Linked DNA regions of Hordeum vulgare: region 1 is linked to region 2. A link is a contact called in public Hi-C data. All regions are on one chromosome and are shown on one strand. The core of a region is the stretch at or near the end of the contact, and the rest is flanking DNA. Distances in the headings are between cores, read along the strand shown.

Region 1 (7,772 bases), core at 1,883-4,382, 650 kb after region 2:
ACCCACGAGACCCCTCCCATCTGAAGAGAAAAAAGAATCTTAGCTTGCAACGGTGCTCACGTTGCTGCTGCAGTTACACAACTGCAGTGTTGGCTGCTTGATTGAGTTTCTTCTCTGCAGTGTTGCACATGCATTGGTTGTTATATACCATAATATATTAATAATCCAATACATCTGAATCATTTTTGCGGTTCCGTAGCAACACAACGACGTTATGCTAGTGCCAATAGTCAATGGAGACTTAGGTCCGTGACATGAAAACATGGGATTACCCATGATGGGCCCGGATCTCCCTGTATAAGGCCGTCCCTTAAACCAAACAGCCTTGCAGCGCATAATGGTCTGGCACCCTGGTACCTGTACCAACATAATCCTGAGACCTGAGGTAGTATTATTGCTATTTTCATGTTTACTGTGTGCACTTATGACTTGAAGCAAGTGGTTCAGCATAGAAGAAGTTGACGCTGATCCAGAAATGAATTAGCAGCCTTCCAAGATGCACTGTTCTGTGGTTACGGTTGACTGCTTTCTTAAGCATGCATGCCATATGCTATGCTTTACAAATTTTCACAAATTTTCACATGTCTACTGAGCCATACTTCTTGATCACCATTTCTATTTCTTTAATTTTGTATCTTCTTTTTTTGAAGTCCCTTGTCTCTAACTCTTGATTTAGTGTATAAATATTTTAGTCTGGCAGTCTAGTTTCCCTATCAATGTTTATGAAATCAAGATTGCAAATAATCTCATGCATGGCTCCTATTAGTAGATTTATGCATCACTAGTACAATGGGTGCAGTGGGTTTTAAAATGTGAAGCAAGATTTGTACCTATGGCTATTGTTCCCACAAACAAAACCTGTGGCACTGTACCTTTTGAATGTTTGCCTCGGCAAGTGGAGATTTGTGCTGCATTAAAGAAATCGAAGAGCTACGAGAAACATTTGGGTACATGGATGCCCTCTATCAGTTGTTGTCACATCCCACACCCTTCATGTTAATACGCAATGCCTGTTTAACATCATTTTTGTTTCTTCTTATTTATTTTTCTGAGTACACTTGTGGATATTGCATTTGTGTGAGGATACTAATTTGAGAGAGGAAGATATGTGTTGCATTTACTCATAAATTGGTTTAACTAATGTAATGGAAATGACACAACATGCTTCATCCTTGTGTTTTCCTGGTGCAACTGTTTGATTTTACTCTCATTCTGGTCTCCCACCATGAGCCCTCATATCTAGCTGATTTTACATGCTCTATTGTACTTGCAACAAGTAGGTTTGTTTTATCATTATTTTCTGGCACCATCTTCTTTTCTCTATATAGTGTCTGCTTGTTGTTGATGTCACATCCACAGCAATCTCAGATTTTCTTTGCTCATTCACATTTCATTTCCTGTCTTTGTTCTGCTTTTCTATGCGGCTTGTCCTCCCCTTTAGTCTCTGGGATCACAATCATTCAGTTTTACAGTGCCTCAAGAATGGCACCTGATTGCCCAAAATGTGTTCTGTTGATTAACAATTTTTATAAGGATTATTTGGTTAGGTCCTGCAGCTGTCGATGGCTTAGATTTTAATTCTTTCCACCATCATGTTTCTTTGTCCAGGTGCTGGTTCTAGTGGGTGACCAACTTGATTATAGTGATGATGTTTGTGGCATTGTGCTAAGTTGTCGTTTCAATGAAGACATCCTGAGTGTCTGGAATCGGAATGCATCAGACCACCAGGTTTGCGACTTCTCTTAATGTTTCTGGACTAAGGTGTTTGGATTTGACTGTGTTACCACCAGTTTTTTTTCTCTCTTCTCCATGTTATTCATTCGCTCGTGTTCTTGTGCCTTGCAGGCTGTGATGACATTAAGAGACTCAATTAAGAGGCACTTGAAGCTGCCGCACACCTATCTGATGGAGTACAAACCACATGATGCCTCGCTGCGAGACAACTCGTCCTACAGGAACACATGGCTGAGAGGTTAACCTCCATGTTGTCAAGGCTAGTCATGGCCCTTCTCGTGAACTTAATCCTTGTGGATTTTCGGTTCTGAAGTTTCAACCCAGCCATGATGTATGATTACTCTTTGTCATGCTACCATGTACTCTACAGAATTTCAAATGCCTAAGTATTGACTTTTATGATATTCGCCCGGATGGCTGTATGGTCGACTCGTTTTGGCAAGTACTCCCTCTGTCTCAAAATAAGTGACGCAAATTTAATATTAAATTAGTATAAATTTGGTATTAAAGCAGCAACACTTATTTTGGAATGGAGGGAGTATTTAGGTGAAACCTCGGGTTGCTCTTTGGATGGTGCTGATAATATCACAGAAATAGTAAGTACTCCAGGATGATAATTGAATCTCGGGAATGTCTGAGCACATTGTTTGGGTCTTTCAGACGGCACCGGTTACTCTTACCAGCAAAAAGAAAAATTAAGCACATACCTTTTGATCAGTAGTATAGCAAAAAACAAATTTTATAAACAAAGATCTGTGATATAAAGAGGGTTGGCCAAGAATTACATTTTGTTAGGGTAATGCCAAACCTTAGGCTGTGTTTGTCAGACAAGTATTTTTGGAGTATTTCTAGAATATCATGTTTTGTTTTTAGAAACCATAGTTTTGTAAACCCTGATGTATTTGGCATCAATAAATATATACAATAACTTACAAACCGCAATGCTTTTAAATAGCGTCTTTTGGTTTAAAAAAAATAGAGTATTCATTGACCAAACATTGGAATACCGAGGTTTTACATTACCACGGTTTCAAAAATACTGTGCTGCTAAAAATTAGGCCCTTGCATGTTCGCCAGACAAATCTTACACCAGGACTGGCAGTCAAAAAGACTGAAAAAAAGAAGAAGACTGGCAGTCAAAATAAAATAAAATAATAAAAAAATCTCACACTAGGGATTTGGGTAAACGGGCCAAGCCCGCGTTCTAGCCTTCTTAGTTCCACCCATCATCCCAGCCCATACAGTGCCAAATGGCTCTTGCCGTCGGCCTACTGCCCAGAAAAATCTGAGCACGGGCCCGATCAAAACACTGACACTCCGGCTAAAAAATAAAGAGAGAGAAAGAACACCGATACTCACTTTACTGCTCGCAATTCTGTCCGTACCGTAGCGTGCGCCGCGCCAACCTCCTCCCTCCCCTGGCTCCCGCCCAAATCCGCCCCCCCGCGCGCGCGCGCGCGCGTCCGCTCCACCGCGCGGGAGAAACGTGAAGCTAATCCATCCAGCCCCGTCTCCCGCCCCCTCGCGGCACTAAACAATTTCCAGCTCCCGAACCCCAAACCCTAGCCCCGGCTCCCCGCTCGATCCCGTTCCGATGGGCGGATCTGCTGACCCCGAGGACCCGGCGCCGATGCCCACGCCCACGCCGTCGCCAACGCCGTCCCCTGCGAAGCCGTCGCCCTCGTCGTCCGACGCGAAGCGCCTGAGGCGGTGCGTGCAGTCCAGGCTCCCGTTTGGGTCGGGCAGGTCCGGCGGCGGCGGCGGCGGCGCAGGGGTTGCCCCTCCCGCGCCAGCGGCCGAGGAGGCGGCTGGGAAGGAGGCCGCGGAGGAGCCGGAGAAGGCTAAGAGGAAGGCGAGGCCGCGGAGATCAGCGGCCGCCAGGAAGGTACTGCATTGCTAGAATTCGCCCCCGTCTCGGCTGTTGTCTGGTGCTTGCTCGGTAACTGGGCTGCTTTAATTCGCCCGCTGCGTTGAAATCGTGGATTCTCTATGCTCGCTTCCGTGTTGATAAATAAGTTCCTCCCGATTTTCAATTTTAAATAAGTTTGGAATGCACATGATTTCTTATACCTTGTTGGCCAAGTAGAGGTGCAAACAGATCGAGTAGTGACTCTACCACATCTGTATCTGTTGATGAACACCTGTAACTGATATACGAATTTGAACCAATTTTCTGCTCACATTAATACACCATGAGCATGGCAGGAAATATGTCGTCGGTGTATATAATAGCTAAATTACAGAATTGAAATTCAAGCCACATCACTTTGATCTGAAACAATTGGGCTGGCATGACGGATTTAAAGCTACATACGTGGGTTAGTCTGGGGACCGGGATAAGGTTAGACATACATCAAATGCCTAGTCTGATGTAGCCTGTAGCGTGTCTGGGCTGCTGAGTCCAGTCTTGATGTGAATATGGAAATTGGTGGCATTACTATATTTTGAGTGCTAGTTTATTCTTTCCATTTGCGTTTTGGGGAATATTAGTATCAAAATAAAACAGTACATCCCTACATTTCCCTTCCTTTTATTTGATGACAGGCACTGCATATTAAAGTTAAACACAGAAGATATGTCTACCCCGCAATCAAGTCACCTATCTTTTGCATGCTGTGCCTATACCTTGCTAATTTTTGTGCTACAAGTCTAGCAAATATCATGCCTGAAGGGTTGTAATCTTAGGCTTTTAGTAGTGGCTGCCTGTTCCATCAAGAACATCATTATCAAATATGTTTCTTCCCATCATCATGCACAAGTACTTGTATGGAACTGCCAACTTTCCACATTTCGCAAATCAAGCGGAGAAAAAGGGGAGCTCTAGGGCTGTACCTTCTTTGTGGAGTCAAATTCTGAACTTTCAGTGAACCAAGTAGTGATCCTCACAGATTAGTAACTAACAATGATGTTTCAAACCAACCACACATAACTGAGCTAAATGAATTGAATATGTTGACTCCCTGCTTACTGTTTGCTCAAGGAGTGTCCTCCCGTTTATTGCATAACCATTTAAGATCCAAGAGAATAGTTTAGAAAGGATACGGTAAAGGTTAGCTCTCTTCTTTCCACCAGTAAATTTTACCATCTATCTCTGTTGCAAGGCTTTGATTAAACCGTCCATGCCACCCAAATTATCTGAAGTGGATAAATTGAATTTGGCAATGCGATCCAGACAAAAACATTATAGAGAAGGAAAAAAAACTCGTAGATGGTTAATTGCAACCAGTGGCATGCACATTCTCCCAGTTCCATAATGGGTGAGGACTATGTTTATTTTTCGTGTTAATTTAGATTCTAGATCAGTCGTTTGGTTCAACTTATATGCTATATATTTGATGAATAAGCACATCTGTTCTGTTATCTTTCCTGATGTGCAAAATACTGATTTCTTTAATCAACCTTCATGTAGCCATCTTCAAACAAAGAGACCACTGGGTTGGATCCAGGTAGCAAGGATGAAGCTATTTTGGTTGGTATGTCAATCCAGTACAATATTTTTGCCTTCTTCCAGTGTTTCACTGGCCCATTCATAGTCAACTTCTCCTTATTTATTTGCTACATTGTGAAGGAGAACTGATGAATTCTATTGTGTTGGACATTTCATCTCTGAATATTTATTTTGTTGGATGTCAGATGAGAGCCCTCAGAAAAAGCAGCGGAAAGGTAGAAATCAAGATGCAGCGCGGAAGGCGCCTAATAGAAAGCGCTGCAAGGTATTGGAATCTCCTGATGGTCAGTCTTCTCTCATTCTCTCTCTCTCTTTCTCTCTCTCTTTCTCTCATCCATATGCTTACAGTAGGAACTGAAAAATCTATCTATCAAATATAAGCACCTCTTTGTATCGAACTATGCCTGTATATCCTAGTTTGGTATGGCTTAGTTTTTCTGAAAATGAACCCTATCCTGTTGATTTTAAGTGTGTACTATGGAAGGATTTTTTTTACCAAGTTCTCAAATGTTGACATATGAGAAAAATGGTACACCTATATTGAGTTTGAAAGAGTGAAAAATTTACATGTCGAGACGGATAATATTTCAGTTGTCCGCCATATAAGTTGAAGTTGTCATAGGTTGTGTCACATAGGGCATACAACAGTAGCTTAAATGTATTATTCTCTCACAGATTAAGAACCCTATGTGCATTGGTTACTCATTTGTGCCTATGTCCTCCTGAACAAGTTAGCTATCTACTTGCGATTTTACGTATTTCTTGGTTAACATGAACTCCACTTTGACAGAGGTGTAATAACATTTTTTTTATGAAGGTCACAGAAGCTGTCAGCAACTGCATAGCAATCAGACTGAAGCTATCTTACCTGAAGGATCATCTGTCTCAATTGATATAGATCTGAATAATGTGCCTTCTGAAGCAACACAGGCTAATGACAACAATGTATTAGACAATGAAGATAAGTCACAGGTGATAGTTGACCTAAGGTCAGAGGCGAAAATAGCTGCACAGGTACGCTCCAGTATCATTGTCTGCATTGTTGAGATATGCCGTGTGCTTCTCGTCTCGTGAGGGCAGTTGCTACCATCAAATTTGTTGGCAGTTCATATTTGCAACTGTTTGAATGTCACCTTCTCATCCCAAGAAAGAGGGTCGAGTAAGATGGTACTCATGCAGAACATCTGATACTTTATTTTACGGATTGGTGGTGGTTGTCTTACAATACATTTGCAACTCTCTTATAGTGATAACTTGACTTGACCATTAAGAAATAATCTCTATATTATGGAAGCAAACTAACCAAAGATAAGCATCTAGTCCCCAGTTAATGAAACTAAGAACGCTTGAACACTAAGGTGTGTTTGGTTCATGCTATAGCATGTGCCCTACCAAAATTTGCCAACAATTGGCCAGCAAAAAATGGCTAGAGATTCCTTGACTATTTGCTGGTGATAAACTTGGCGAGATTTGTGAAGGCAATGCTAGGCGAGTTGGCAAGATTCCATAGGCAACTAAAATTTGGGTAACCAACCAAGTGAAAGCCGTAGAGAGTGTTAGAGTTAATCTTGACATGAGTCATGTACACGTGCATGTGTGCACATCATGCAGTTTAGTCTAGGTTATTAAGTGCCCCGTGAAGCTTCAGCTCTGTGCGCGAAGGAGGCGAGATGTGTGGCTGTCGTGCGATGCGGCGAACACGGCAGGATGTCGATGGTGCCGTGCGATACGGCAGCGCCGTGGGAAGCCGCAAAACGAGGTGGAGGCTGAAGCGTGACGGACTGCCTCGGCAAAGCTTTGTGCTCTTCCTTCTTGTGTGTGTGTGTGTATCCTTGTGTTCTTGAGAGAAGAGAGAGAGCTGTGAGAGGCAGTTTAGAGGAAGAAGAAGAAGGCGCAGAGGAGCAGCGCTGTGGGAGGTAGAAGAAGAGGCGCTGCGACGAGGCGGCGCCAACAGAGAGGCAGAGACCTTAGAGCATGGTTAATAGTATAGCCAACTGCTGGCTATAAGCCATCTTATAGCCCATCTTATAGCTAGCTTGTACAATAGTTAGCTATAAAAGAGTACTACTTTTATCATATATGGCCCACCTTTCATTCTCACAAAGTACCTAGGAGCACGTGCTAGAGCCGGCTCTTCACGAAGAGCCCGCTTCCCTTCTCTCTCCTCTTCTCTCTCATCCAACTCAGCAAAAATATAATATTTTATGCCTTACAGCCTGCTGACTGTACCTTATTGTACTTGCTCTTAGTTGCTCTGTTTATTTCTTGTTGTAATCTGAGCTGTATGTCCATGGCCTTGCTTGTTAGACCTTAAAACAGCAGCAATTACTTCTGAAATGGTCTTTCTCATTGTTAAAGACTGCTGATGTGCAAGCAACCAACCATCTCCTCCTGTTTGGTTGAACCTCCTCATCACCTTAATTGTTGAATAAGGGTTTGCTATCTCAGTATATCTGTCGCTATATTAATGCTGTGGTTATGGATACAATATTTAAGGACTTTTTTGCAGTTGCACTAGTTTTAGTCAACTTCATGTTTATCCTGTTGTTTTCTGAAAAAGTATATTCTTTGATTTCATTGACAGGAAATC
Region 2 (7,547 bases), core at 714-3,213:
CAACCAAAGCTAGTCAATTCATTGTTAGAATCGCCAACCCGCTGCACTTGAAGTACATGTATGGGTTATGTGTAACGGCCTGCCCAAACAGTGGCTGTTTTCAGTAAAATGTTAACTAAGTGGTGGTTATGAGCAGCGCTAACCCTAATAGTGATGATCTTTTATGCAATTTATGCTTTGCTCCAAATACAGGATAGGTCAGATAAAATCTGAGCACATGTGAGTAGCAGCAAGGTTTTTTTTTTTAACGTTAGCAGTTTAACTGCTAAATTCGTTGAATAGATAGTAGAGAGTTGGTCCAGTGAGCAGCAGCTAGGTTTGATCAAAGCCTATGTAAGCTAGGCAGTTTCATGGATGCATGGAGTACACCATAAGATACGTAGAAAAGCGAGACTGAACATAAAGCTTACATTAACTTTTATTGGCAGATGTTACTTGCTGCAACAACAACATGGGGGCTGCTAGTTTCCACCGTTTGATCGCACGTTCACTGCTCAACGGCTCAGCTCACATTTCGTGCTTTTACATAGTGCGTTTTTCTTGATCTGCGTCAGGCACTGGGTACTGCCCGATCAACGCTTCTCCGAGTAGCCGAGATCGATCTTATACATCCCGGCATGTCATTTGTGTTTGCAACAAAACATTGGGTCCACAGTCCACACAATAATGCCGTTCGTTCCCTAAATGATGATGGATAATCAGGGTATTACCGGCCACTTTCCGAATTAGGGAATGCAGGAGCGCTATTATCAGCCTGATCACTTGCCGTGGAGGGCAGAGCCAATCTTTACACCGAGATGTGCAGAGGCACTTGATCATCTCGCACAGCTTTTTCTCATGCCTGATGGATGATCTGACTTCTCGCTCTCCACGCATGGATGGCGCCTCTGAACTTGCTTGGGCGCGACGACTCTCACGATGGTACGAGCTTTTTAAGAGCACATCTAACCGTCTGCCGTTACTTAATTATAATGTGGGGGCATAGCAGCTAGCAGTGTAGATTAATGATGTAGTATGAGAAATCTGGCATGCCCATGACTCCATGACGTACGTTCGAATTATATATGCACAATGGCCGCAGATCTTTCTAATAATAAGAGAAATATACCCGGTATTGGTATGCTATATACATATGTACGAGGCGCACTAATCGACGTCTGAAAACTGACGAATAATTGAGCATTGTATGCTTTAGGCCAGCCTATATACAATTTCCATGGCAGCTAATTAAAGATATAGGGCTTTTCGCAGTTCCATGTACATAGTACTGAAATGGCACGATGGCAGCTGATAGATCTGGTTTTACAGCTATTTCCGTGGCTTTAATTATAGGTTTTCCGACAGCATCAGGCAAGTTTGGCAGCTGCCCATGCATGCAGGCGTACCCTGTTTCCGTTTCTTTTCTTTTCTCGCCACAGTTAATTACTACTACAGCCGAAGCGTCCTCGAAGGAAGGCGAGCTATACAAGCTACAGCACTACATTCTCCCACGATCGAGATCCGCCTATACCTTCTCAAACAAGCCTGGCTAGGCAAGGGCAAAGTCGGTATTCCTACATCACATGTGCTTCCTCCGTCACGGTTTAGAAGGTGCGTATGAAAATTTTCTAGAACCTAGGTGTATTGATTGGCTATAAAATGAGTTAAAAAATAACATTTACACTACGCATTCATTTAAAAGTAATAGTACAACGAAGTACTAATTAAAAGCTTGGAGTAAATGCAATGCGCCTTAAACCTTGTTTATCGTAAAAAAATGCACGTAAATTTAACTGTGTCTTCTAAACCGTGACGGAGGTAGTAGTAGGATGATACGAGAAATCTGGTTGAATCATTTTTTTCTTCTTTCTTGTTCGATCACTAGTCGAACGCGTCTCACGGATGTTTGAGGAGTTATTTGAAGGGTGAGGCTGTAGATGCTCTAACCAGCCTTGGTCTTGGTCACTGGACCGAAAATAATCAAGGAGTCTTCCAAATGCAAGTTAAGCAGTACTAGCACTTGAATAGCGCGAACCCTTTCTCCACTGCCCGGACCACGCACGTACATCCTCTCCTACGTACGTACGTGGTGACTTTGCGTGCGCGAGAGTGACACTGCCCCCTTTCCCACCATCGAATTCGCTAGCTAGCAGCGCTCCGTTCACACTTCACACGCCGCGTCCCTCCCTATAAGTAGGCAGCTGCGTGGCGCGGCAGCAAGATCTCATCTCGCCGGCACGGAGGAGCTACAGCGCGTGCAAAATGGTCAAGAACCACCCGGGCAGTGGCACTAGCAGCAGGTGCGTCGACGCTGCGGCGGTACCGGAGAGCGGCGGTAGGCGGCCGGCGGCAATGGCGGTGAGGCAGTACAAGGGCGTGCGGATGCGGAGCTGGGGGTCGTGGGTGTCCGAGATCAGGGCGCCGCACCAGAAGCGCCGGATCTGGCTCGGCTCCTACGCCACCCCGGAGGCCGCCGCGCGCGCCTACGATGCCGCCCTCCTCTGCCTCAAGGGCTCCGACGCCGTCCTCAACTTCCCGTCCTCGTCCTCCGCCTCACCACCCTCGCCGCCGCATTCCGTTCCCGCCGACGACCTGTCCCCGAGGTCCATCCAGCGCGCGGCCGCCGCCGCCGCCGCGGCCTTCGAAGCCACCAGGATCGTCGTGGACGACAGCTGCTCTTCCAGCGCCGAGGCGACGACGCCGCGGACCTCGGTCTCGGTGTCGACGCTGGGGAGCGCCGACGTCCAGGAGCACGCCACGTCCTCGATGTCCCGCGCGGCCAGCGCTGGCTCGCCGGTGGGAGATCACGAGGAGCTGTGGACGGACCTGGACGCCTTCGCGTCCCCCAAGCTCATGGATCTCATCGCCGCCGGTCACGCCACGCCCTTCTCGTCGACCTGGGAGGAGCCCGAGGAGGACGGCGAGATGATGAGGCTGTGGAGCTTCTGCTAGAGCGATGATGCACGTACGCACCGTTTGCAATGGATCGACTTCGACACGCGCATCCATCCATGAGTCGATCGCCATCCATTGATCATCGATTTTTCTCTTCTCCCATGGAAGCTTAGCTAGCTAGGTGCATGCATGGATCCTCTCTAGGCTAGCTCCAGCTAGGTCTCAGTCCAAGTCTGCTTCCACAGATTCTTTCGTTCGTTTTTAGTGTAAGAACATAATACTTATACTACCACAATTAATATACTTAATGACATGTGTGTGTTTATTTGGCGAGACGTCAATAATAATAGTACTGCCACTACACTGTATGGGTTGATGAGTGAGACCGGTTGCATTGGATGCCTGTTGGATTTATTCCGTTTTGCTTCAGTTCGTTTCTGTTGATCATTACAGTACAATTAGTTTAGTTTAATCGGAAAGTGCTATGGAGGACGAGCTTTCTGTCTCGTGAGGAGGCTTGGTGCCTACGCTCAGAGCAGCTCACTCGCAGGAGCTTAGCTGAGCTGTGCTGGTCTGTAACTCTGCAGCTCTGGGTTCTCCGGTATTGTAAAGGTGGCCATAAAATGCCTTCGATCTAGCTAAGATTCTTTATTTTATTTTCTTTTTGAGGATGATCTAGCTAAGATTCCAGCGCTCCCATTAGCTGTTATCCTGGCCTTTCCCACTTACTCCAGCTGACAATCCAGTGTTGTGTTAAGTCTGTTCAGTGTTCAGTGTTCACACCGTCTGGCCTTCAAGCAGAGTGACACGGCATGACCACTTGCGTCTTGCGGTGTGGAAGCAGTACTACGCAGGTCTTGCCTGGTTCGTTGCAGGTGTTTGTTGTTTAGGGCAACGCCATCAAATATGGTCCTTTTCGGCTCGAATTTATGTGCACTTTGTCGGAGTAGCAACCTTCAGTCGCCACCATGCACCTGGGTACAGCTGTACGACTGTACATGATCTCGGTGTCTTAAGAATCTGATTAGTACTTTATCACCGGCCACCAGAATTTAGGGTCAGAACTGCGGTTAACCCTAACAGCTGATGACCAAAAATACAGCAGCAAGAAACTCCACTTGTATATTGTTTCAGAGATGCTTGATATCAACTGCCCTAGCAAAGGCAGCATTCACTATTCACCTCCGCGATTGTAAAGACGAACCCGAATACATTAAACCCGCGGTGAATGAGTTGACATTGGACCAAATCGGAAACACCGCAAAACACAAGCATGTTCTGGACAGCTCAACCTATGACGCAGGATCAACACGTATATCTTTTATTCCTCCGTATTCTAATGAGGGCTGGCAGGACGCCAATAAAGAAAACCAGGGGAAAACAAAAGCAAAAAAGGCAGAAATAATGCCGTAAACCTTTTCTAGATCCCGATGTTTCCCATGGTAGATCTCTTTATTCCTGGTCGTAATCCACACTACTCAGGCCAGGAATTGCGTAGGATATGATTTCTATAGTAAAAAAATTCTTTAGAGTCATTTGGTTTGTAGGAATAGAATCCTATTCCTATGTAGGAATTATTCCTATCCTCCATATTATATAGAAAAACAAACATTAACCTAGACTTAATGAAAAAAACCATGTGATGTGAATCAAAGGGCATCGCCTTTCCTATATGATTCATGGGATTTGAAATACATGTCATCTCATTTCTCATGACTTTTCTATTCCTATGATTTTCCTACCCTATGAACCAAAGGAGGCCTATGTGCAATGAAGCCAGCAAAGTTAATTGGTTCTTCGCTGTTTTTTCTTTAATTTACTCAAAGCTACTCAACACTTTCATATAATTATGAAGCAGAAAATAATACTATGTCTTCTGTGGAGGTGCTTGGGCTCATACCCGCAACAGAATCAAACAAAATGAAGTCACTATTACCTTGAAAATCTTAAGAGGATGTGAATAACTCTCTTCGGAAGTAAAGAGCTCACTAGTCATCACCCCGGACTGGTATGACATGACCAAATGCGCTGATTAAGAAACCACATGCAGGTACATAAATTACTCTGAATATTGGCACGAATAATACCTGCCCTTATGGAAATTCTAGTTACATAGTAGTAACAGTTTACAAAAATGGCATTCACCACAAAATCAAGAGCCCCAAGGATCAACCAACAAATGTTTGGATATGGATCTAGCTTCAGCAGAATAAAATGCCATCTTCCTTCGGTGCTGAATATCTGTTTCCCGGTTTCCAGCATGTACTCTACAACTGTGGTTTCAAGGATCGCGGCATATCTGCTCAGGGGAAATATCCATTCTGTTCCGCGGCCGCTCGCCTCTTGGTATAAGAACAAACTGCAGAAGGCAATGTTCTCACTGTATTTCACCAGCTTGACCCGACTGCCAGCTCACGCATGCTCTGGCTGATCTGATGATTCATTTTTCAGTGTTTTCTGGTCACGACTTGGATCGACAGCAGCTTGTTGTGTACCTGCATTGCCTACTTCTTCTGAGTCGGGAATTTCATTTCTAATGTCCTCCTGAGTCTTGCTGCTTGCTTCAGTGCTGTCGCAGCTATTTACAACACTCTTCACATTCTCAGGCTCCTCGGATATCTGAAGATCGGATGCAGTTTGCATGTTCTGAACAAGAGGAGTTTCAGGGGTGACACCCATCCCCTTGGAGAGTGCTACATACTTAAGTACTAGTTGCTTGTAAGAGTTTAAAAGGGTATCTACATCAGCAACTGTCAGATCACCAGCACGGGCAAACAGAAATGGGTATTCCTGGAATATTTTGCTCAAGTCGTCATCCTTGACAAGCTCTGTAGCTCCCTTCTTCTCTAAATCAGATATAGATTGCACCCGCTCAACTGATTTACTACTCACATCACTTGCCCTTTTCATGTCCTGAACTGGACCTTGGACATGATCTTTCAAAGGTAGGTTGGCATCGGAATTTCCACTAGCCTTTAGCGTTTGTGATCCATGCTCCCCCACATCAAGATTGGTCTGATTCTCCTGGTTATCTGAGCCAACTGATAATCCTAACAAGCGTTCCCTTGCCAAATCCATCTTCTTTTGGAAATCTCGTTCATCCATGGATAAAGACTCCGCCTCAATGTTCCAAACAAAAGACTCCGCAGATAGGATGTTTGTAAAAAAATATTGGGCCTCTGACACCAGTCGTGATTGACACCTGTATCTTTGTATGTATAAAAGATTTGAGTGTAACTGTGGAGGATTAGCCTGCATTAAGAACAGAAACTACTTAATTCATGAAGGCTACCCCAATTTAATAATTTAGTATAAATCTACAAAAGAATTTATAGGTGTGCTTTGTAAGCCAACAAAAAAAAAGGGTCATCCCACAGTAATCCAGATAAAAAACAAATAAAAATAATAATGCAACAGTGCATGGCACAAGGGCATCTTTTCCTATACTGTTTTGAAGTTACCAAATGAAACTTTTACAGGCTGAGCCGGGAGGGCACAAATGTAAGAAAGACTAGTAGGTTCCATACAAGCAATAATAGTCAAATACACCACGCCACAAGCTTGCTATCAGGATGACAATACGAAGGCTACGTTAGACTAGATATAGGTACAATGCTACAATAAAAAGGCAACGAAAAGAAACAGCAAAGCTAGGCCACACAGTGCACTGACACCTATACTGAAGTGAAGAAGCATGTATCTGACGTAACAAGTACACCCAACCAACACTTACAATTTGCGGCTATTTTTCAACATATATCGAAGTAGAGCGATATCTACCAATAGGCAAAGCCGTGTTGACACTTGGAATAAAAACATAGTACTGCCAACAATACACAATTCATTCTTTTTAAGACAGACTTCTAGAAATATCTCACCGACCATCAACATATATTGGCACAAGCAGTGAACCATACCTTTATGGTGACATAGATGAGGACTGGAAGAAATTCGTCAGCTCCAGGGGGGTTATCATGTGACATATGAGAAGCATTCATAAGTAAGTTATTGATGACTTTACAACAGTTCAGAATGCAAGCAAGCTTATCCCTTGGAGCCTTATACATGTTTATCTTTTGCAGCTCCTTTTGCGCAAGCTGTATAAAAGAAGAAGAATTGGTGACCATGTACATGACGAGTGGGCCATAAAATGCATGCTATTGGAACACTGCCATTGGGTCCCAAACGGCTTCACCATTATGTGTCTGTCAGCTCTAACTTAGAAATGCTCTACAATACAACATGAAAAATTATGTTTGTTTTAAACTAACAGTGATTTTAAGTTTTTAACTACTCTCCCTGAAAGGGTAATTGGCAGTGGCAATGTCAAGAGTGGAATAAACGTTAAATAGTAAGTGTAGTGGGTAGGACGAATGACATGCTTGACATAGGTAGGTCCAAACATTTTGCTCTACAACTTACATATCACAATCCTACCATAACTCAATTTCAGCTTGAAAACTTTCATCTATGAAGACGGCTATCAACATGTGCAATAACACAACATCCAGCATACGGAATTTTGAGAAAACAGAGGAGGTTAAATTTTATACCAGCCATGATGTTTCATTCTGATATTCTGGTTTTATATCTAAGTTTTCAGGACGTATAAACTGCTGTAGTAGAGAAATCTTCTCAAAAAGCTCTTCGTCACTCTTCACATCTTCCGGGAC

The links. A called contact is a pair of places that touch in the nucleus more often than the background predicts.
Region 1: a contact with region 2 is called in a Hi-C map of seedling, with 4 times the contacts expected there. The contact joins the promoter of LOC123449093 here to the promoter of LOC123446672 in region 2. A contact is called at or near these places in 5 of 6 Hi-C or Micro-C datasets (leaf, seedling and an unstated tissue) and 1 of 1 datasets of contacts at active chromatin or transcription factors (embryo).

Annotation. Positions count from the first base shown.
Region 1 is chr4H:489,466,638-489,474,409 of MorexV3_pseudomolecules_assembly, forward strand. It overlaps LOC123449093, which reads left to right and starts at 3,133. Exons shown (of 18, transcript XM_045126179.1): 1 at 3,133-3,619; 2 at 5,144-5,207; 3 at 5,368-5,466; 4 at 6,000-6,196; 5 at 7,767-7,772. The coding sequence starts at 3,329. LOC123449094 (eukaryotic translation initiation factor NCBP) reads left to right here. Exons shown (of 6, transcript XM_045126180.1): 5 at 1,609-1,728; 6 at 1,846-2,136. The coding sequence ends at 1,977.
Region 2 is chr4H:488,814,024-488,821,570 of MorexV3_pseudomolecules_assembly, forward strand. LOC123446672 (ethylene-responsive transcription factor ERF014-like) reads left to right here and starts at 1,964. Exons shown (of 1, transcript XM_045123231.1): 1 at 1,964-3,235. The coding sequence starts at 2,242. The coding sequence ends at 2,931. LOC123449090 (vacuolar protein sorting-associated protein 9A-like) reads right to left here. Exons shown (of 5, transcript XM_045126176.1): 3 at 7,428-7,547; 4 at 6,792-6,971; 5 at 4,907-6,126. The coding sequence ends at 5,287.